5 separate regions of the Mus musculus genome follow, and regions 2, 3, 4 and 5 are each linked to region 1. The links are chromatin contacts, called in public HiChIP or PLAC-seq and promoter capture Hi-C maps. All regions are on one chromosome and are shown on one strand. Each heading gives the region's core, a stretch centred on a gene start, on an enhancer-like site or on the middle of the called end of the contact. The rest is flanking DNA. Distances are from core to core; before and after follow the strand shown.

Region 1 (4,009 bases), core at 753-3,252:
CCTCTAGAGGTGCCCTCTGAGCCCCAGTGTCAGCCAGACAGGACTGAGTGCATAGACCAGAATCCTCTACAGGAAATGGAGCAAAAGGTTCTCAAAGTCCTCTGGGTTGCTCCTCTATTCCCATTTCCATACCCTATGTAAATCACACTTGGAGGTTTTTCTGGGGTGTACAGCTAAACCAGGCCCAGAATTATTGCAATGTGAATACTCTACCACTTCAGAAAGAATCATTTAAGTTCTCTCATTTTATAAACAAAGGCTCATTAGTGACCAAGGCAATGAAGGAATTTTGCTTCTTAACCAAATAAGACTGCCTTGAGTAGCAAGGCAGGGAGCATCACAGTGCTTCCTTCCGAGGGATTAATAAGGATGAGAACGACTACTTTAAAGATTGGGTCCGGGCTGGAGAGATGGCTCAGCGGGTAAGAACACTGACCACTCTTCTGAGGTTCTGAGTTCAAATCTCTGCCACCACATGGCGGATCACAACCATCTGTTATAAGATCTGACGTCCTCTTCTGGTGTCTGAAGACAACTACAGTGTACTTATGTATAAAAATAAATGAATCTTTTAAAAAAATATTGGGTTCTATGATGGTACATGCCTATGACCCCAAAGGAACACTTAAGTGGAAGCAGGAAGATCAGAAATTCACAGCCAGCCTTAGCTACATAGTAAAGAGGTTAACCTGGGCTACATGAGAATCTGTCAGAGAGAGAGAGAGAGAGAGAGAGAGAGAGAGAGAGAGAAGAAGAAGAAGAAGAAGGAGGAGGAGGAGGAGGAGGAGGAGGAGGAGGAGGAGGAGGGAGAGGAGGAGGAGAAGGAGAAATAATAATAATAATAATAATAATAATAATAATGATGATGATGATGATAATAATAGGTAGCTCAGTGGTACAGTTTGCTTGGGGACAGCATGCTTGGGGCTCCTGAGCATCCCTGGGGGTGGGGCGGGGGTGGGGAGGCCAGAGCCACTGACCCAATCATGAACTCTTTACTCCAACGGAAAAGAAGAGGATCTACTTTTACTGACATAGTGTGATAGCTTTATACCTTACAGAAATCGTCAGAGGCACCAAGTTCAGAGTTTGCGCGACATTCTGGACCCAGGTACACCAGGATTACAGCCCCAGAAATCCTTTAGTGGTTCCTGAGACAAGGCCTTACTATGTAGCCCAAGCTGCGGGGAACTCATGCTACTCCCAACTCTACCTCACAACAGGCAAATGCCACCATGCCCTGGTGATCAGATAATTCCTTCCTAGGTAGTGAATGCAGGAGGTGGCAGAGGTGTACAAGAGGGCAGAGGGTCCACAATCTCCACGGTGTGGGTGCTCAGGGGACATTGGCACATTTAGCCTCAATACATACTTGCAAATTTTCTTCAGTTCCTTCATTTTCTGAGCATTGAGTTGGGATTCTCCTGAAGTTGTGAGCTCCTCTATCAACTGTGAAAGTTTCTGATCCATATCTAGAAACAAGGGACGCGGAGATGCTGAGTTAACATACAATAAATACTTCACGGTCTTAGTTTTAAGTTTATGGGGGACTCCAAATACTGGGGATTACGGCAAAGGCCCTAGGGTGTCTCTGTAGGTTGTCTCCCAGGCGAAGAAGGCTAGCCACCACATTCCCACGGAAGGCCATCAAGCCCTTCGGTGATAATTAGCTAAGGTTTTAAAGATGAGACTAACTCCGGCAGTCTTCGGTCAGCTGTGTGGGTGACGTTACCGCGGGCTAAGGGGAAATGTCACTAAATTTTAAGCAAACTGGCCGCACAAGAAACTCGCTCTCTGCAAGCGACAGTCTCTGGACAACTGCGGGGGCGACTGATCCGACCCTGCGGGCCGAGAATCTGACCAGCCACGACCCTCAGTCCGCCGCACTCGCTGCCTCAGGAGACGTAGTACCAGCGTCCCTCAGCCCCGGTGACACGGCCCGCAGGATGCAGCAGCTTGTTTCGCCCACCCCTTCCGGTGTAGACAGAGCTCTCTCTGTTACAGGCCCCAGAGAGCAGCGGGCACACACTCGCGAAGACCCGCGGCGCAGGAGCGGAAGTCACCGCGACGCGCCCGCTCTGGTCCAGTCCCTTTCAGATGAGGCAGCCACCCGTCTCCGTCATTTGCCTGGAGCGGCTCCACAGCGCAGGCGCGAGGACGCGGCAACGCGGTGACGCAACGCTCCTCCAGGGGGCGGGGCAGATCGAGAAGAACTAAGCGCGAGAAAAAGGAGGCGGGAGGGCCCGGCAAGTTCTTAAAGGGGCGGTGGCTTTGGGTCAGGAGTATGAGACTGAGGTGCAGAAAGAAGTTTTGATCTGGGGATCAGTTCTCTGGCCACCAGGAGGCTCGCGGCCTATGTACAGCCTCTGTATATCTGCTAAGAAAGCTCAGAAGGGAATCTGGGCGCAAGTCCGGTTGGGAAGGGTCGGCCCGCCTCCCTGACCGGGTCAGTTGTCCACCCCAGGACAGGCTATGGTGGGAGGCACCGTTGCAAGGCTGCCCTGGGGTAGTGGTGGTTGCACTGATTGGATGTTTTAAAATGTCAGTTCAGTCTCAACGTAGATGATTGTAGAAGATATGTCAGCTCTCGGCTAGAGCTGCTTGCTCCCTTCCTACAGCTTCACAGTGTTCAGGACTCTGGCCTCTACCAACCTCACGCTGCTTCAGCCCAACTCTTGAACGCACAGACCCCGGATACTGCCGCCTTAGCCGGCTCACAACTCGCTCTGCCTTTCCGCTGTCAGCTCCTGCTTCGCTTAGCAAAGGAGAAGCATACACCGGTCTCCCTGTGTATCCGGTTTGGGGTTCGGGTCTGCACCCATAGAGCGGGCATTCAGCCAGTTTGTGTGTCCTGCAGGACGGTCTTGAGCTTCTGGACTAGACTGTTAAAAGCATGGTGTGCCTACTGTCCCACCCACTTACCTACCCTTCCCTGAATCCGGGTCAGTGAACAAAGTCAACTGGACTCCCCCGACACGTCCGTCCCCTCCCCCCCCCTCCCCCGTTCATTTGTGTTGTGTTCAATATGTGAGGATCTGGCAACTCAACTTGTGATGTTTGGAATCTGAGCTCTTCCCACCACCTCTTGGCAGGTCCCAGTCCTCATACACTCGTGAGATTGATCGTGGACTGTAGTTTCTCATTTTACATGCACAGATTGCCCCCACCCATCCCACCCCCAAAATTTAAAGAGAATGAAATGTCTTTAAGATATTATTACATTTTTTTTTATTGGGGGGTTAGAAGGTGGGACCCTCCCTAGTATGATCAGGACAATTTCTGAGAGGTGGTTCTCTCCACCATGTGGGTTCCACTACTCAAACGGAAGTTGCCAGGCTTAGCAGCTGTGTGATCTCAGGAGTTGGAAAATGTCTTTTAAAGAAGTACAAGAAAAGGTTGTGTCAAGCCAGGCTTGTACATATGTGCGGCGGGGCGGGGGGGGGTGGGGGGGGTCCGTCAAAAGTTGAGCTTGCTGCAGACAGGAGCAAGAAGTGGCCTGCCAGCACTTCTCAGGGAGTCCTGGGAAGGAAACGAGAGCAGATCCAGACTCTGAGCAACTCAAGAACTGTAAACAATAAAGCTGATGAAAGGATTGCAAATCTCTTTTATAAGCCACAGTTCAATAGATTTTGAAGTTCAATATTGAGGAAAAAATTATGACAACAGCTACTCAAGTGATATGGAGGGAGGAAATGGTAATATATGTTCCAAGAGTTGTATTCTTACATAAATCGGTATACTACTTGAAGGTATATTGTGATAAACAGTCACATAGTATATGATGTCATTTCAGTTGATGTCAAACCAAATTCGACACCTAATGATATAGCAGATGTTTAAGTACATACTATGGTCACATAACGATGTAACTGCCTAATGACCCATTTCTCAGAACATACCACTATCATCAACAGAACCCCTAAAGTAAAAAAATTAATTAGATGCAACAGGGCAGAGAATGGCTTACTGACAGCATTTACACAGCTTGTGTGAGGCCCTAGATTTGATC
Region 2 (4,009 bases), core at 405-2,904, 2.3 Mb after region 1:
CATCAAATTCAAATGTTTAGAATCGAGCATTAAATGTCTCCACTTAGGTACTAATATTTATCCCCAGAGCCTGCTAGGCAAGTCTGTAGACTCCAGTCTGGGAACTCTAAAAAGTTCAAAAGAATATTCAAGGATGTCTTCTCCTCCCTCACCCCAAGATGGTGCCCTTCTGATTCAGGCAGCATCGGGCCTGCATTAGCTTCGATGTATCCTCACAGTAAGCAGCCACTCTGGACAAATTGTGCATACCTCCCGGACACAGGGTGCATATCTGCAGAAGAGAAAGAAACCTGATTAAGACTCCAGAAAGAAAAAAAAAAAAAAGAACAAGTCAGTAGCCTTTCCAGAATTCCCATAATGCAAAGCGGAAAAGTGCCTTTTGTAAACAGAACCCATTTTTTTCCCTTAAAACCCCCGCACCAAATCAGCGCACTGTACGAGAGAAGATCCTCGTGTTTGTGCATTATTACTTGACTATACTGTGTCCTCTCCAGAGACTTCTCCACCTGACAGGCATGGTTTGGCAAGTGTTAAAGGGCTGCAGGTACACAGCGTACTCAAGCATCACTATATATTTAGATAGATAGATAGATAGATAGATAGATAGATAGATAGATAGATAGATAGATAGATAGATAGATAGATAGTCGTGCCATTGCACCACGCACAGCATTCGTGCAAGGAGAGCTGGCAGAAGAACCCTGGGACTCGTCTGGGAAGCACTATTTAAAATTATTCAAAAGCAAGGAGATCAAATTTCAAAGGACTCTGAATGTGGGCAGGGCGAAGGTGCTAGTGGCCTGCACTACGTGAGTACTGGACAACACCATCCCCGCAGGCACAGGGCCCGGGGAAGCTTCAGGGACAAAAATCTGAGCTTCCGACTGGCCAAAGGGACAGACACCGGCGGGCGAGCTGGATTCCGGGCTGACGGCCAGCAACCTTCTTCAGCCAGATCTCAAACTTTCTTCTGTACCTCAGGTAGAGCCAGGGCCCTCTCCACGCCCAGAACCAGGAGCAGGGCGGCCGCCCGAGAGCCGCCTGACTCCCGAGACGCCATTTCCCACTGCTTTCCACCGTCTTGACAGCTCGCGAGAACCGAGCGCGAGGCTCCGCCCCCAGCGTGTCACGCGCCAGCCTTGAGGCGAGGCTTAGCTTCCAAATCCTGTCACTCTGGGGCGTGGCCTGGTCCGCCCGGGGCACGAGCCGTGGAGCCCGAGGCGTAATTTGCCCGCAGGTTCGGGCTGCTCGCGGAATTCTGAGCTCCTGTCCTGCGCTTGCTCGCGGTGGACAGACCCACCATCTCTCCATTCTTCCTGGAGCGCAGGCCTGTCCAGTTAGCGCTTAGTTGCCTTGAGCTACTGCATGACCCTCAGCCCGGTGCGGACGCCCGGGCAGCTCCATCCGCCCTTAGTAAACATGGCGGCGCTGGGACCCGGGAGGGCGGGGGTAGGGGGCGGGGTCCTGCTGTCCCGCTGTCACCAAGTCAGGAGGTGCGAGCCGAGCCGAGCCGGGCCGGGCTGGCCTGCGGGCCAGCTGCCCTCATGTGGAGATCTCAAAGGTGGGCAGGGCGGGTGTAGGATGGGCCGGGCGAGGCGGGGATTGGGCAGGGCCGGAGAGACTGAGTTCAGTCGCCTGGAGGCGGGACTGGAAGGGGCGGGGCGGGGTGAGCCTCTCGGTGTGGGCTTTGGGGAAGGTCTTAAATACTAGTGCAAAGTCGTGGGTTCGCCACGTGCGGAGAGAAGGGGAAAGCTGAGCCGAGAGAGGGTAAGGGTGATGGAGGAGTGAAGATCGGAGGGCGAAGGGCAAACGCTGGCAAGAGAACACGAGCCTGGGAACCCTTCACCTTAATGTTGCGTAGTGTTCTGCAGCCCGGGCAAGGACGCGAAGCGGGAAAGACGCTTCCTTAACTCATGTTCTTTGCCTTGCCAAGGGGGAAAAACCAATGCTGGTTTCGGAAAGAACGTAGGAACTTTGGTAGCCCTGGCCGAACCACCGACGCAAGGCAAGCAGAACAGCAGCAGGTCTGACTGGAAGGGCGCTGGGAGAGACCCATCACACCTAAGGGGACAGCTATTGCTCTGGGTGACGACTCCTCAAAAGGTAACTAGAGACAATTAGAGCTCATCTCAATTAGCCTGCCAATGCTTCCATTCCACAGGCTCCAGGTATCTGCCTGGAAATCCTGAATTTGCATTTATCAATACATTTAGCTGGTGGGATATCTTGTTTTAATGAGAAAGGCCATTCAGATCTTGAGGAATATTAAGCCCTAGATATTGGTGACAGTTGGCCCTGCAGGTGTTCCCTTATATTTCAAAGGGGGAAGAGGGTGAGGACTTAGCTCTGGCATTCCTAGTTAAGTCTTGTCCCCAGTACTGAAAGAAATGAACCCACAAACCTCAATACCTTTCATTGCAGATAAGTCCCATGCAATGTGAGACCTTTTTAAAAGACATGTCCACTGTTGTGAATCAGTGGAGTTTGTAGAAAGCCACTGTTCTTTTCCTAGAATTGGATCGTATGAAAGTTGTGTTACTGCTGGCTTGGCGTTTTCCTGTCTGCTTACCTCTTCTTCCTCTATCCCAGAGGCTTCGTGGTTTCTCAACGCAGATAATTAATCAGGAAACTCTAGAAGCAGAGGAACCAAATCGGTACTACCCGACCACTTGGTGTTTTATTTTGAGACCGTGTAGCTTTGGTTGGCCTGGAACTCATAGAGATCCACCTGTCTGCCCCCTGTGTGCTAGGATTGGTCTAGAAGGGTTTTTTCTTTATTTTTTGTTTTGTTTTTGTTTTTGAGACAGGGTTTCTCCGTGTAGCCCTGGCTGTCCTGGAACTCACTCTGTAGACCAGGCTGGCCTCGAACTCAGAAATTCGCCTTCCTCTGCCTCCCAAGTGCTGGGATTAAAGGCGTGTGCCACCATGCCCGGCTTGTTTTGTTTTTTCAAGACCGTATTTCTACAGATATGGCTGTCCTGGTATTCACTTTGTAGACAAGGTAGGCCTTGAACTCTAGAGATTCCTCTCCGTCCGCCTCCAGAAGGATTAAAGGTGTGTGTCACCCTCCTTGTCTATCCTCCTCATCTTCCCATAGCAGTGACAGCTTGCCAAAGAGAAAGAAAACTCAAGGTGTTGCAAAATATCAAGGCCTGGGGCCCCTTTAGGTAAACCAGAGCCCCTTAGAATCCTTGACCCAGAGACGGTAGAACATGTGGCCCAAGTTCAGACTTTTTCTTTGTCCTGTGAGGCTTATAGTTCAGGATTAGTCTGTGGGAACCGCACCCTGCCAACTAGGCAATATGTGCCCAACTGTTTGAATACAGTTCAGAAGATGCTCTGTTTCCTTGGAGGGCAGGGTATATTAATCTGTCACTAGAATAGTTGAAATCTATACTGTTCCATGAATGACTGACTACAGTTAGCACTCTGTTCCTTTCTTAGTCTTGGGACTAGTGAGATTGGAGCACTGGTGAATACCTGTGAAAAATTCTTTTTTATTGTGTGTCTGTATGTGTGTGTGTGTGTGTGTGTGTGTGTGTGTGTGTGTGAGTGAGTGCTGGTGTGAGGAGGCCAGTAGTGAGGGAGCCACAAGTCGATGGTTTCAAGCTGACTGTAGGTTTTTGGAACCAAACATGTCCTCCCCAAAGCAGCCACAACTCTTTCTTTGAACCCCTGAGCCATCTCTTCAGCCCTTGTAATAGATATTCTTCCTATGTGTGGTGGTGTGAACCTAGAGTTTAAGGCTAGCATAGTCTACATTATGAGTTCTGGGCCAGTCAAGAATACATGGTAAGATCCTGCTTCAAAAAAACAAAACAGCAAGACTCAAGACTCTTTACAGGTTCTGTAGAGAGGCTCTGAGAGACAGATTTCAGGTGAAATATCCTGTACTCTTCTTTCTCTTTTTTTTTTTTTTTTTTTTTTTTTTTTTGGGTTTTCGAGACAAGGTTTCTCTGTATAGCCCTGGCTGTCCTGTAACTCACTCTGTAGACCAGGCTAGCCTCAG
Region 3 (4,009 bases), core at 1,031-3,530, 2.2 Mb before region 1:
CCAATAGATTAGCATTGCCATTCAGCAGGCAGAAGTCCTTTGCTCTAACTGGTTAGAGGCAAGAGGAAGCTCTTCAAGAACTGTCTGCTTTGTGGTGGCTTTTGTATCCCTTAGCTTAGGCTACCCTTGAGTTCATGGCAGCACACAGCATTAACAGCAGCCATTTGCACCCTCTAGTGTCATTATCTGTGTAAGCTTAAGGTTATGGGACCCTTAGTCCTACAGTGACAAGTGTTACAGCTCTTCTATAGGGTTAGAGTGTCAGAACCCCACAGCCTCACACTGCACCAGTGTTAACAGTTCCTGCATGTGGTGTGTCTGAGCCCCTTGACTCCCAAGTCCTGACAGCTCTGTGGAACTCTTCAAGCTCTTTACAGCCTTCTCTCCGTCAGCCTTAATTCCTTACTCTCACTCTTTAGCCCCACTGTATGATTTCTGCTCTGGCTGCCTCTCTTGCTATGACCACAGCCGCGGCTATTGTTTGCTACTGCTCCATTTTGCTGTCCTCACTGGTGTTGCAGCTGCTGCCGTCACTCTCTGTTACCACTCACCGCCAGCTCCCACCACCCCCTCTATTACTTCCAAACTTCCCTCGGCCACCCGTGCAGTCCCCGTTACTTGAGCAAAGCAGCCATAGTTGTTGTTTAGCTGCTGTAAAGTGCCCCTGGTTCCCTAAGGGACATAATGAAACCCAGGAGCAGCAACAAAGTGAAACTTTGGCCTACATGGGTGTTGCCAAGAGGTTGGGAGATGAGGTCAAAGATGCGTGTTTGGCTCTTTGGACCATTAGAGCAGAGGCATGTGGTTGTTGTGCTGATATAAAAACACAGCTTTGACCTTAAAGGGAGTGAGGGATAGCTTAGTCTGGAGACAAATATGAGTGACTATGGTTTAAAAACTATGTTCATACGTGGTGACAGTTTTTTTAATAGTAACAAAATCCATAAAGTAAGTATTTTTAAAATACAAGGATGGGTACCAACAGGTAGGTGGGTTAGAACAATGAGGGGAAATTGCTGGAGACATTTTTAGCCTTCATGTTGGTGGAAGCTAATAGTTTGTACATTCCAAAGGATTTAACAAATACTTTGTTTCGGACCTCAGGTAACAAAGTAAGAAATGAAAGACCCACAACGTGAGGACTCCCCCACGTTCTGACTCAGGAGAGGCGACACCCCAAAATCACCCACAAGAAACGGGCCTGTTGCAAAATGCAAGAGGATTTTTATTCAAGAGCGCTCTCGGGCCCACGGTCATACACCACGAAGGGGTAGAGGACCGTGGCGCCCCGAGTAGCTGAGTAAGGGGGTATTTAAAGGAAGAAACCACAACTCAAGGAGGTGGGAAGGGCATTGTTGGAAAATAACAAAAATACCAGTTAAGAGTCACAAGGAAGTGCAAAGTTACAAGAGTCACGAGGAATACCTGGTAATTGTGAGGGTTATTTTTCAAAACAGTTTCTAAGAGCCCCTAACAAAAGCACATTTGTATATGGCAATGGTCAGGGTGACTTTCTTTGAATGAGCACTCTTTGAACCCAGGAAGCGGGTGGGTAGAGGAATGTCGCTATCTGTTTTATGATTAGCATACCTTTACAAAGGCCACATTCCCAAGCCTGGGCCTAAAGGCCTAGAATTCTGTTTTTACTTTGTTATACTTTCAGAACGTCTGTGTTATAGGTTTCTTATGTTTTCTGATGCCAGCTTTATCTTTTGGGTTGGTAGGAGGTTACTTTCTGGCAAGTTAATGTATTCCAGTCAAAGAATTTGGAGTCAGACACAGGTGGGCAATGCATGGCTATAAAGGAGCTAAATAATCGCCCAAGGTAATGCTAGCTTTGGGTCCGCATTCCAATTCTTTACAATCATGAAGTTGTAGTTAGCCAACCAGCTTTGTAGAATCCTTCATATAAGTGTGGCTTTCTGCTGAGTGTATCAGTTACGTCTTGTTTGCTCAAGTAACTTCCTCTCCTCTCAGTATTATTAGCTTTGTCGTGAGAGGTGGAACCTCTGGGGGCAAAATTTCATTTAGGGGGCACGAATCGGATGTACCGCTTGGGAGCTCTTATTTCCAAGCAAGAAAGCAAGCAGAGAAGGGGTTGTACATTCAGTCGTTGAGGACCCCAGGAGGCTGTATCCACTGCGGCCCACACTCTGCTCCTCCCGCGTCCCAGGCTCCGCCAGCGGCTCCGAAGCTACCGCCCAGCAAAAAGGACAAAGGGATGGCCTTCCGGGTCCAGGCTCTAACTCCCGTGAGTCAATGCGCTTCCGGGTCGCGTCATCCCAACGCGCCGAGCGCGCAGCCATGGAGGAGCTGGGTAGAGTGCGGCTAAGCGATCCTGATGCCCTGCTACCTGCAGGCTTCTGGGCCGCCGTGACCGTGTGGCTGGAGAGGCCACAGGTGGCCAACAAGAGGCTGTGCGGCGCCCGCATGGAAGCCCGCGGGAGAACTTTGCGGTCCCACGCCCAGGCGGAGTGTGGACCGCGGCAGGGACAGGGACACGGGCTGGAGAGGGAACCCGGACAGGCTTCTCCTAAAGGAGAGCCAGAGTCGGGACCTAGGGCGAGCCGCGAAGGCACCGCTCCCGCGGCTGACCTGAACTCGCTATGGGACCGAGTCTCCCAAAGCCTCGTCCACGCCAATCCGGAAATGCTGGCCTTCCTCTGTGGCCCCTCGTTGGGTCCTCAGCCTGAAGCCGCGCAGGAGCTCGACCTGATTCTCAGGACTGTCATCCCGAAAGCGAGCCCGCACTCCCCACTCACAGAGCCGAAGAAAGAACTGGTAGTGCAAGGTAGGAGAGTAGTGGGAAGAGCGCAAACAGACTGAAAAGCGTTCGCTTTTTGAGACAGGGCCTTATATGGCCTGGAATTCGCTATGTAGAACAGGCTGGCCTCGAACTCACAGAGATACACCCGCCTCAGCCTTCCAAGTACTGGGATTAAAGGAGCGCCACACCACCCACCACCCAGCTCTGGCCTTGTATTGTCTAAGTGCTAGCTATAATGGTGTGTCCAAAGTGTAGAGCCCTCTCCCCAGTGCTGGACAGCCACTAAGGACTGGAAAGCATTACTCTCCTGTCCATCGCTGCTCAGTTCTACTTCCAAGGGATCCGTTTAGAGCAGTTATGACCTGATAGCCTTGTCTTTCCCCCTCAGATGTCTCCAGTGGGAGTGTCACCTTTTTGCCCTTGGAAGAAGATAATGAGGGGAATTTGGAGGTTAAAACGAGCAACGTGTATCAACTCCATCTCCATCACAACGAAGGAGAATGGTAAGAGCTGGACGCTGCTGTTGCACCACTATGTGATGCCCATCCCGGATGTCCTATCAGCAGTCAACTGGAAGATTCTGGGGTACAGAAGAGCCAAGGTCTTGTGTTGGTTGGCTGATCTCAGATGTATACTATAGTCACCACTCTGCTGGTTCCTGGCGCTGGTACTGGATTGGGGATCACAATGTAGCCAGAGTCCTTGATCTCTATATTCCATATGCCGGTAGGGGTGTACAGCAACTAGCTGGGGTACTCTGTTAGTCAGCTTTCTGTTGCATAATACCCAAGGGAGTCAACTTAAGGATGCTTGAGGGCCAGTGAGATGACTGTGCATAAAGGTGCTCGTTTCAAATCTTACAAGCTGAGTTTGATCCCTAGAGCCCACATGTTCTGTGAGCTGTCCTCTGTCTTTTAAACACACACACACACACACACACACACACACAGATATAGATGTATGTGTATAATTTTAAACGGGTATCATATTTTAGTTTGTGATCATTCCCTCTTTGGTTTTGGGGCCTGTAGTGAGGAACTAGGAGCATAAGGGACCATGGACAAAATCTGCCCTTAAAAGCCCACCGCCAACACAACTCCCTGCTTACTCCAACAAAACCTCACTCACCCTCTAAGTCCCCACCACCGCCAATGTCCCTTAAGCTGAGTGTATCTACGAGTTAGCCTGTTGATGAGGTTGGTCCTGTCATGGTCCAGTCACCTCCCCAAGGTTCCACTTTTA
Region 4 (4,009 bases), core at 449-2,948, 2.1 Mb after region 1:
CAGGACGTGCTCAAGTTCATCAGCCAGTGGTGCGGTGGTCTCCCTAGCACCAGCTTTTCCTTTCAGTGACTGGCGCAGCCGAGACGCTTACATCTGTCCCTCATTAAAGTTCTCTGAGTAGTGGAGACTGCTGCATTCTTTGCTCAATGTCTCTCCACCACAGCACACTGCCCCTACTCTACAAGTAACTGTAATCAGGCAGAAGACAAAATACAAGTTCTTTTATTACAATTATTTATACCACCCTAGGGTCAGGGCCCCCGTGCGTAGTAGAAAACACCTGTGGACTGCGCCTCAGAAGAACACCTGCCTGACAAAGAAAAGAGCCAACCTGAGTCAGAGAGCAAGCAGCGTAGCCCCCGTCCCCAAGAATGCATCCCACCCCAGGGCCTTCACCTGACCTAAACCCAGGTCTTCTGTAAGGCCTGGAAGTCCTGACGGCCATGGAGCAGCTGCACGTTCTCCTGCCTTTTACACTCGGGAAGTTCAAGCTCTGTCAGTTCCTGCAGCTGCCCAAAGGAGGGAATTCAGTAATTGGGACTTAAATTGACACACCAGCTCCTTTTCAACACAACCAGGGTATGGAACGAGCCCTTCCTGTTCCTCTTCCTTACCTGTTCCTGCAACCCTTCCTTCCTGCAGGGCCCAATTCCCCGTAGCGTGAGTGCAGCCACACAACAGTAACCAGAAAGAGCAGCCTCAGCTGCAGACATGAACAGAGAAGGGATCCAGAGAGCCAAAGCTGTATCCTAAAACCCAAAGTAACAAAGAGGACTAGGCCTTGGAGCAAAGGTGAGGACCAGAGTTTCTCCAATAGCAAGAATAAGCTCACATAAATTCTTGTGGGATCAAAGGAGCAGTCAGTGTGTCCAGGCCCCTGGTCCAGCGGTATGGAAGGATCCATCAGTCCTGGGTGGCAATCAGCAATAAGACGGCGGCCACCATTGGCAACAGTGAGCGATACAGCCAGGAGGAGGCCCATGGAGCAGGCAGCAGACAAGAGCAGGTTCACCAAGGCCAGCGTCAGCAGGGCCCAGTGCTAGTGGGGTAGAAGACCTGGGTAAACAGCCTGTTTGTTTCTCCGTGATACTTCTCTATTTGAGGCTCCTGTCCATTGGTAGTGTGCTGAGACACCTCCTCCACCCTTCTCACCAGTCGTGGGCGAAGAAGGTTCCTGGATGCCAAGAGGGCCACAAGTCCCACTGAAACGCTCTGCGGAAGCAACAAGCCTAATAGGGCTTACTGGCTCTCAGCGCCCAGCCCAACCCGCCTTGCCTGTCCACCCTCCCGCGACGCTCACCAGTAGTCCCGAACCCACAGAAATGACATTGGCTGTGGTGTACTCAGGAGTGACCGCGCCTCGGGGGTTGGCCACGTGCCGCAGAACAGTACCATGCAACACAGCTCCCACCAGGAGGTTCACGTGGCCCACCAGGATCAGCGCGAGTCCCACGCGCATCAGCCGCCTGGGCCCTCGGGCGGCATCTGCAAGGTAGGGGGAGGGGCGGACAGTAGCCGTGCAGGGCGGGGCCCCAGGCCCAGCGTCGCCCTGTGGGACCACAGGTGCGGTAGAAAGCCGTACAACTTACCGAAGGCGCAGACGCCGCAGCACCTCATCGTGGCCGCTCTACTCCCTCCGCCCATAGGCTCTACCTGGACCTGGCTTTGTCCCGACGCCGACCTCAAGCGCCGCTTCCGCGCCGCCGCAGGCGGCTCCACCTGGCCCCGCCCCGCCCCTGACCTAAGGCCCGGCCTCCAAGGGGCCACCCTACCTGGGCCCGCCCCGCCCCAACCGAAGCGGCGGTGCCACCCACTGAGCCGCAAGCACAACACAAGATGCTTTAGCAAAAAGTAGACTTTATTACAGCAGCAACTGAGGTGATTCGAATGCCCCCCCCGGGGGGCCACCCCTGCAGCACCACCTTTCTCTCCTGCCCATGCGCCCCAGCGGGATTGTAGAACTCAGCTTCCCCAGTGCCCGTGGGCCTCCTGTCCACACAAGTAGGGCAGGAGGCAGCAGGTCAGCTACTAGCCCCCAGCTAGAAGGTGGCTGCTGAGAAGGCCCAGGCCCACGTCTGTGCAAAACAAGTAAACAAAGTGCAGAGGGGAGGAAGAGAGGGGAAGGGGCAGGGTGATACTCAACCAGGGAGCCCCTAAAGCCCTCCTAAATAATATGGGCGCGAAGGGTAATACTGACTGGGGAGAAGGGACAGGAGGACTGCAGCATGCCCAGGGACAGCCACAGCCTGGCTAGGGGCCTGGCTCAAGTGAGCTCTACGAGGAGACGGTGACAGTGGCTGTGTTGAGTGTACTGTTCCTGGTGAAGTTGAACTTGTTGAGCGTCTCCTCCAGCAGAGAAGTCAGGCGGCTCTGATCAGCCTGGGGAAGCAGCTCAGTAAGGCAGGGCTGAGAGAGGGGGGGCAGGGAGGCACCCAGAACACAGGCAGGACCCTCACCTCACTAATGAAGCCCAGCTGCACCAGCTCAGCTGCCAAGTCCGGGATGCTCTCATCTGACAGAGAGACAGGAGGGGTGCTTGAATACAGTCTGGGAGGATCAGAGCCCTGTCAAGTACTGTCCCTGTCCCTGTCCCTGACATGTCCCCTCAAGGGATATGGCTCATAGATCCTCCCTCCTCCAAAAGAAAGGAGAGGCTCACTTGGCATCAGGTCACAGCTCAGGTGCCGGTTCAATTTGTCCTCCAGCTTCAGCAGAAGTGTTAGCTAGAAAAAGGACAATCAGAATGAGGCTCCTTCTCCCCAGCAGGCCGCGTGGTCAGCCCTGGGAAGCCCCGCCCTGAGCTTACATGGTGTTTGACTCCCTCCTCCACAGATTCGATGTTGCACTGCATCAGCACCACCTGAACAGGACAGACAAGGAGGACAGTCTAGAGACTGCTCAGTGACACCCCTGAGACTTTCCGGCCCACGGAAGAAAACGGTGGCCAGCAGGCAGAAATGCATTCCATACAGGACAGTGCCTTAGTTAAGATGTCTCTATCCCCATGGCCAAAAATACAATCATACCAGAGTCCCCACCTTTCGTGTCTCCACTTCAGCTGGCTCAGGAGTTGGAGTCTTGACAGAGGGGGGCACAACAGGTGATGTCACCTCCTCCTGCTGTGGCTGCTGAGGCCGAGGTAGCCCAAAGGCTGTCAGAGGGTAGATCCCATTCCTGGTGGGAGATGATATAAGTCACACAGACTCTGTGAAAGCTTCAAGACACCTGTCCCTACTTCCTCCCAGAAGCCCACCCTATCTCACCTGACATCTTCAAGGAATTTGTCTAATTCTAGGGCTGGTGACTGAGAGTACCTGGAAGAAAAAGTAAATAACATGAGACTCACTCTACAGAGCCTTGGATGGTAGTGACCAATCTATCCCTTTCAGACCCTCAGCTGGTTACTCACAAAGTCTGAACTGGTTCTCGTCCTGGCCCTGCGGGAATTTCAGCTAGTACAGCACTGGTATCCATGTTCTTGGTGATCTCCTCTAGAGCGTTCTCTGGGATCATGTCTGGTGGGTATAATGGGGTGGAATATTATGTGAAGACACATCTGTTTCACACTAGGCAGAGGACAGGGGTAAAAGAATCCCTTTGGTAACAGAAAACTAAAGACCCCATGCCAGTGATGCCCCACGCTGAATGGAAACTCCTGGTAATCTTTTTATAGCATGGACTCAGTCCCAGGACCAATTCCTAGCAGTGTCAAGGTGACTCACGTTGGTGCCCCACGATACAGTGAGCAGCAAGAAGCTTGAGTGAGGGCACTTCAAACAGTGCTGGGTGGAACAGAAGTTCTCTGGCTGTTGGTCTCCGAGCAGGCTCAGACTGCAGGCACTTTTGAATAAACTCCTGTTAAGAGAACAAGAAACTGGAACAGGCATCTGGCAAGACTATTACATCTGTATGACTTTCATTAGATCTAGCAAAATGTTCCCTACATGCTTGGAATTCAACTTTATTGGGGAAACATTGATGTATTTCCTGATAGGGCTTTATATCTATA
Region 5 (4,009 bases), core at 825-3,324, 2.1 Mb after region 1:
CTTATTCAACCCTATCCCACTAGGTCCTCGCTAGGGGCCCCATGTCACCTGCATCAGGACTATTGGCACTCACTAGCTGCCCCTACAGCTTGCCTCTGGGCCTCAGAGAGGGGTGTTTCTGCCCGGGTTGCCCTCCTTCAGTGAGTCAGAAGAACCTTCTGGGCCTAGAGGCAGACGCTGCATTGCACTATTCCAGTGTCTTCCACGGAGCCTCTGGGGCTCCTCCCTCACCTGGCAGCCCCTCCAGCTGCTGGTGATCTCACCCCTGGGACATTTTTCCAATAAAGGTTCTGGACAAACTGGAACTGACTGGTTCCTGTATGGTATGCTGAAGACATCTCTACACCTTGTCAGTTCTTCTCAGGCCTCCACCAACCTGAAAGGACAGAGTCTTGATAAGATGTTTGCGTCAGTGTAACAATGTATTCATCTAAGATGGGCGGGGAAAGACAAAAGGGGAGGGGATGAAAGCCAAAGGCCTCCCTTCTTTGTCTTTGCTGAATGAGAAGAGAGAAAATGAGAAGTCACAGTTTTCATACCAACAGAAACCAGGCCATGTCATATAAAAGGGCCAGTAGATTTTTTTTTTATCTTTGTTCAGGACCTTGTGCATACTAAGCAAATATTCTACTGTTGCGCTATATAACCAATCCCTTCCCTGCACTTTTGACTCCAGCACTCACTTTGGGGAAATGGTCAGAAGGGCTGAGCTGTCTTAGGAGCTGACAGGAGAGCAGCCACCACTAATGTGCCCTTGGTGCCATGTGTTCTCACCCCGGGCACACCAGTGCCTCGTCTTTGTTTTCTTTTTCATCTATGTCTTTGTTCATTCAAAGTTAATAATAATTGTAATCCATAAATGAGTTTATATTTATACTCTAACATATCCAGAGGATTCTAGAAATAAAGCTGAGGGGTTTGGATGCCCCTATCAAAAAAAGTATAATTTGAGTTCTGGGACCTATTTGTTACCTGTGAAAAAAGGGAATCTGTCCCCTTCTGATTCTTAATTTTCTAGAGGGATGTGGTGGCAGGAAGAGAAATACTCGTTACCATTGGCAACTGCAGTGCGCTCAAGGCTTTGGGCCCAGCATTTGCCTGGGGGGCATATGCTATGCTTTTAGGGGGGGATAGGGCTTGCCCACCTTGGGTCATTTAGAGAAGGCCTATGACTAACGTTTCTGCATTTCATTCTGTCTCTTGATCTTTTGGGAGAAACAAGAACAAAAATTATTGAAAGGATCCCAAAGAAGATGGTATCTTTTTTTGCTTAACTAATCACAACCACAGGTGTCATGCAGCTCTAAACTAGGAGGGGAACCAAGCTCTGGTCTGCCTCCTGCACTGTCCCATAGAGACATCTGGGTTTCAGGAATCTGCCTTGAACTCAATGACCAAACAGGGTGCCTTTTCTTTCCCTAGCCAGTGCTTCCAATATATCCACCATATCCTGGATAATTTCCTGAGACTGTGTTTCAGAGTAGAGAAGTTGGGCATGGAGACAATGAGTTGAGGAGAGTTGAGCCTTCTTACGGGAATTAAAAGGTTATTAGCTGTGGGTTAAATGCCGGTTCCACCCTTTACAAGCTGTTTTAACTTTGGCGAGTAACTCCTTTAATCTGCCTCCTGTTGGGTAAAATGGGTCTGTACCGCTGCTGAATTCAAACACAGTGCCAAGTATATCCTTGAGCTTTCACTGTTATCTGTCAGTATTGAGTGGCCTCCCGCAAGTCACCTAAGTTTTGGGATGACGTGAAGATTTCAGCTCCGCGAATTGTCTTTTGCCTCTCGTAGCACCTGCCTTGCTCTCCTCCAGAGTTTAAGCAACTAAAGCACATCTGGCCGGGTAGGACAATAAGAAAACGTAAGGATATGGTGACGTAGAATCCGGAGAGGACCGAAGACTTGTGGGCGGAGGTTTGCGTTAGGTTTGCATGCAGCCACAGGATTGGTCGCGGAGAGAATTCCACAACCCCTCTTATGGGCCCGCCTTAGGACTCACTGCGCTTGCGCACGTCCTGTTCGCTCCGTCGCGAACCCACTACGTGACCTTATGACGTATGTCGCACTCACGTTGCCTGTGCGTCAGCGGTTAGCGCCGCCGATGCTTGGCGGGTTGTCCAGGTAACCACGGGAGTTGTCTCGGTCAGTGAGCATCCGAGACCGGTGTACGTCATGCAGTTGAAGCACCTGAGGACCCTGCTGAGCCCTCAGGTGAGGAATCGCATGCCTCTTCCATTCCCAGGCCACCAGGCGTTCAAAAAAAAAAAAAAAAAAAAAAGTAAGGGAACATAAGTTCATACTTTTTGAGCGTCTACTTTGTTCAGAAGACCGTGAAAGCTCTTTCAGCAGGCGACATGCATCACTAACGACTCTAAGCTTTCTTTGCATGACATTACATCAGTTGAGTGCCAGGCCCCAAGCTTAGGCTCTCCGGGATCACCCGCATTACGCGTCAAGGCTCTTTTTGGAAGGAGAGGCGCATATATAGTCAACCTTCATAAGTCTACACAGGATGAAATGAGCACTTTAGATATAAACCCTAAAAAAAGGTAGAGCAGAAGCTGAACCCTCTTTTGGATTGTGAAAGTGTGTCTCCTCAGAAGCAGAAGAGGCTGGGTGGGCGCTGGAGGAGGAGCCCAGAGACATAAACGAAGATTATGTTTGGTTTGGGCGTGAAGAGGACAGAGTCTCTGTCTTAGCTTAGCTCCAACACTGACTTGACCAAATGGTATTTCTGGCTTTAACCATCACCATACGCAATCATTCTATCACTAGCTTCTTCATCTGGTAAAGAAAAGGCGCAGGGAGAGCAACTGTAAGCGACTTAGGAGAATGTTAAATAAAGTTCTACACAGAACAGAATCTTATAAGCCTTGGTAGCCCAGGCTAGTAATCTCAGCAATTGTGGAGGTAGGAGGATCAGGAATGCAAGGCCATTCTTAGCTACGTGGAGAGTTCAAGGCCAGCCTGGGCTACTTGAGACTCTTAGGAGAGGGGGTAGGGGAAGGGAGAGAAGGGAAGGAAAGGGGAGGGGAGAAAAGGGGAGGGGGAAGGGGAAAAGGGAGAGAGGAGGGAAGGGAAGGGGAGGGTAGGAGAGAGAGAGGGGGGAGGGGAGAGGAAGAGGAAGAGGAAAGGCCTGTGAGCTGGCTCACTGGCTAAGGTACTTGCCACTAAGCCTGACCTCCTGAGTTTGAGCCCTGTGACCCACACAGTGGAAGGAAAGAGCCAGCTTGTGCAAGTTGTCCCACCCCACTCAAAATGTAAGGAAAAAGTTTTAAAGAGCATAAGAAAACTGGAAAGCCATAAGAAGGATGATTGACAAGAGAGAAAGGCATTCCAAAGTGAAAGGACAGGCTAACACAACACAGATAAGAAGGTTGGCTATGGGGGAAATGACTCATCACCAGCGTGGGAAACTGAGTTCAGATCTCCAGCATCCTCTTCAGAGCCAGGTGCACCTGTAATCTCAGTGTTTCGAAGGTAGACAGGTGGTCCCTAGAGTTCTAGTCCTAGAACTGGAATTACGAGCTTTCAGTGCAATGAGAGACTCTGTCTTTCAAAAAGTAAGATGGAGAATGACTGTGAAAACACTTGACCTCTGGTCTCTACATGCACACATAGACAGGCCCATATAGCAACATCCTCCCGACACACACAGACAGACAGACAGACAGACTCCCTTACCTGATTGTGCTGTTACATGCCTGTAGTCTTAGAACCTAGGAGGCTGAGGCAGGAGGATGGCTGTGAGCTCAAAGCCAGTTTGAATATGTAGCAAGAACTTCTTTTTAAAAAGTAAGAGTAGCAAGCATAATGGCTCATGCCTGTAGTATGAACACTCAGGAGCAGGAGGTAGATTTCTGTAAGTTCAATGCCAGTCTGCTCTACACAGCGAGTTCTAGGCTACACAGAGAGATCCTGTCTCAAAAATTAATTCTAAGAATAATATATGGCAGAATTAAGCCATCAATACATATACCATTAGACATTAGAATTACAGCTTATA

Evidence for each region. HiChIP or PLAC-seq counts read pairs in DNA pulled down with a chosen protein or histone mark. Capture Hi-C pulls out chosen DNA fragments and counts their contacts.
Region 2: a contact with region 1 is called in a promoter capture Hi-C map of liver, with 6 times the contacts expected there. The contact joins the promoter of Slc5a6 here to the promoter of Uvssa in region 1. A contact is called at or near these places in 1 of 39 promoter capture datasets (pre-B cells), 1 of 115 datasets of contacts at active chromatin or transcription factors (astrocytes) and 2 of 9 other capture datasets (adipose tissue and liver).
Region 3: a contact with region 1 is called in an H3K27ac HiChIP or PLAC-seq map of thymic regulatory T cells, with 9 times the contacts expected there. The contact joins the promoter of Trmt44 here to the promoter of Uvssa in region 1. A contact is called at or near these places in 2 of 115 datasets of contacts at active chromatin or transcription factors (double positive thymocytes and thymic regulatory T cells) and 1 of 9 other capture datasets (liver).
Region 4: a contact with region 1 is called in a promoter capture Hi-C map of adipose tissue, with 4 times the contacts expected there. The contact joins the promoter of Krtcap3 here to the promoter of Uvssa in region 1. A contact is called at or near these places in 1 of 39 promoter capture datasets (the 3T3-L1 cell line), 1 of 115 datasets of contacts at active chromatin or transcription factors (astrocytes) and 1 of 9 other capture datasets (adipose tissue).
Region 5: an H3K27ac HiChIP or PLAC-seq map of stem cell-derived neural progenitor cells shows a contact between it and region 1, with 6 times the contacts expected there. The contact joins the promoter of Ift172 here to the promoter of Uvssa in region 1. A contact is called at or near these places in 4 of 39 promoter capture datasets (hippocampal neurons, liver and pre-B cells), 2 of 115 datasets of contacts at active chromatin or transcription factors (astrocytes and stem cell-derived neural progenitor cells) and 2 of 9 other capture datasets (adipose tissue and liver).

What each region holds. Positions count from the first base shown.
Region 1 is chr5:33,376,689-33,380,697 of GRCm38.p6, reverse strand. Uvssa (UV stimulated scaffold protein A) reads right to left here and starts at 2,002. Exons shown (of 14, transcript NM_001081101.2): 1 at 1,696-2,002; 2 at 1,373-1,472. The coding sequence starts at 1,470.
Region 2 is chr5:31,045,724-31,049,732 of GRCm38.p6, reverse strand. Slc5a6 (solute carrier family 5 (sodium-dependent vitamin transporter), member 6) reads left to right here and starts at 1,654. Exons shown (of 18, transcript NM_001360022.1): 1 at 1,654-1,767; 2 at 1,934-2,103. It overlaps Atraid (all-trans retinoic acid induced differentiation factor), which reads right to left and starts at 1,093. Exons shown (of 7, transcript NM_027855.4): 1 at 977-1,093; 2 at 153-271. The coding sequence starts at 1,060.
Region 3 is chr5:35,573,341-35,577,349 of GRCm38.p6, reverse strand. It overlaps Trmt44 (tRNA methyltransferase 44), which reads left to right and starts at 2,280. Exons shown (of 11, transcript NM_030208.3): 1 at 2,280-2,791; 2 at 3,156-3,270. The coding sequence starts at 2,305.
Region 4 is chr5:31,249,395-31,253,403 of GRCm38.p6, reverse strand. It overlaps Krtcap3 (keratinocyte associated protein 3), which reads right to left and starts at 1,698. Exons shown (of 7, transcript NM_001363337.1): 1 at 1,590-1,698; 2 at 1,301-1,485; 3 at 1,153-1,212; 4 at 833-1,039; 5 at 615-749; 6 at 402-509; 7 at 207-310. The coding sequence starts at 1,617. The coding sequence ends at 402. Nrbp1 (nuclear receptor binding protein 1) reads right to left here. Exons shown (of 18, transcript NM_147201.2): 11 at 3,723-3,855; 12 at 3,410-3,515; 13 at 3,264-3,314; 14 at 3,039-3,174; 15 at 2,807-2,860; 16 at 2,660-2,723; 17 at 2,457-2,512; 18 at 1,841-2,379. The coding sequence ends at 2,275. Ift172 (intraflagellar transport 172) reads left to right here. Exons shown (of 48, transcript NM_026298.5): 48 at 1-125. The coding sequence ends at 69.
Region 5 is chr5:31,289,179-31,293,187 of GRCm38.p6, reverse strand. It overlaps Ift172 (intraflagellar transport 172), which reads left to right and starts at 2,074. Exons shown (of 48, transcript NM_026298.5): 1 at 2,074-2,214. The coding sequence starts at 2,176. It overlaps Fndc4 (fibronectin type III domain containing 4), which reads left to right. Exons shown (of 7, transcript NM_022424.6): 7 at 1-946.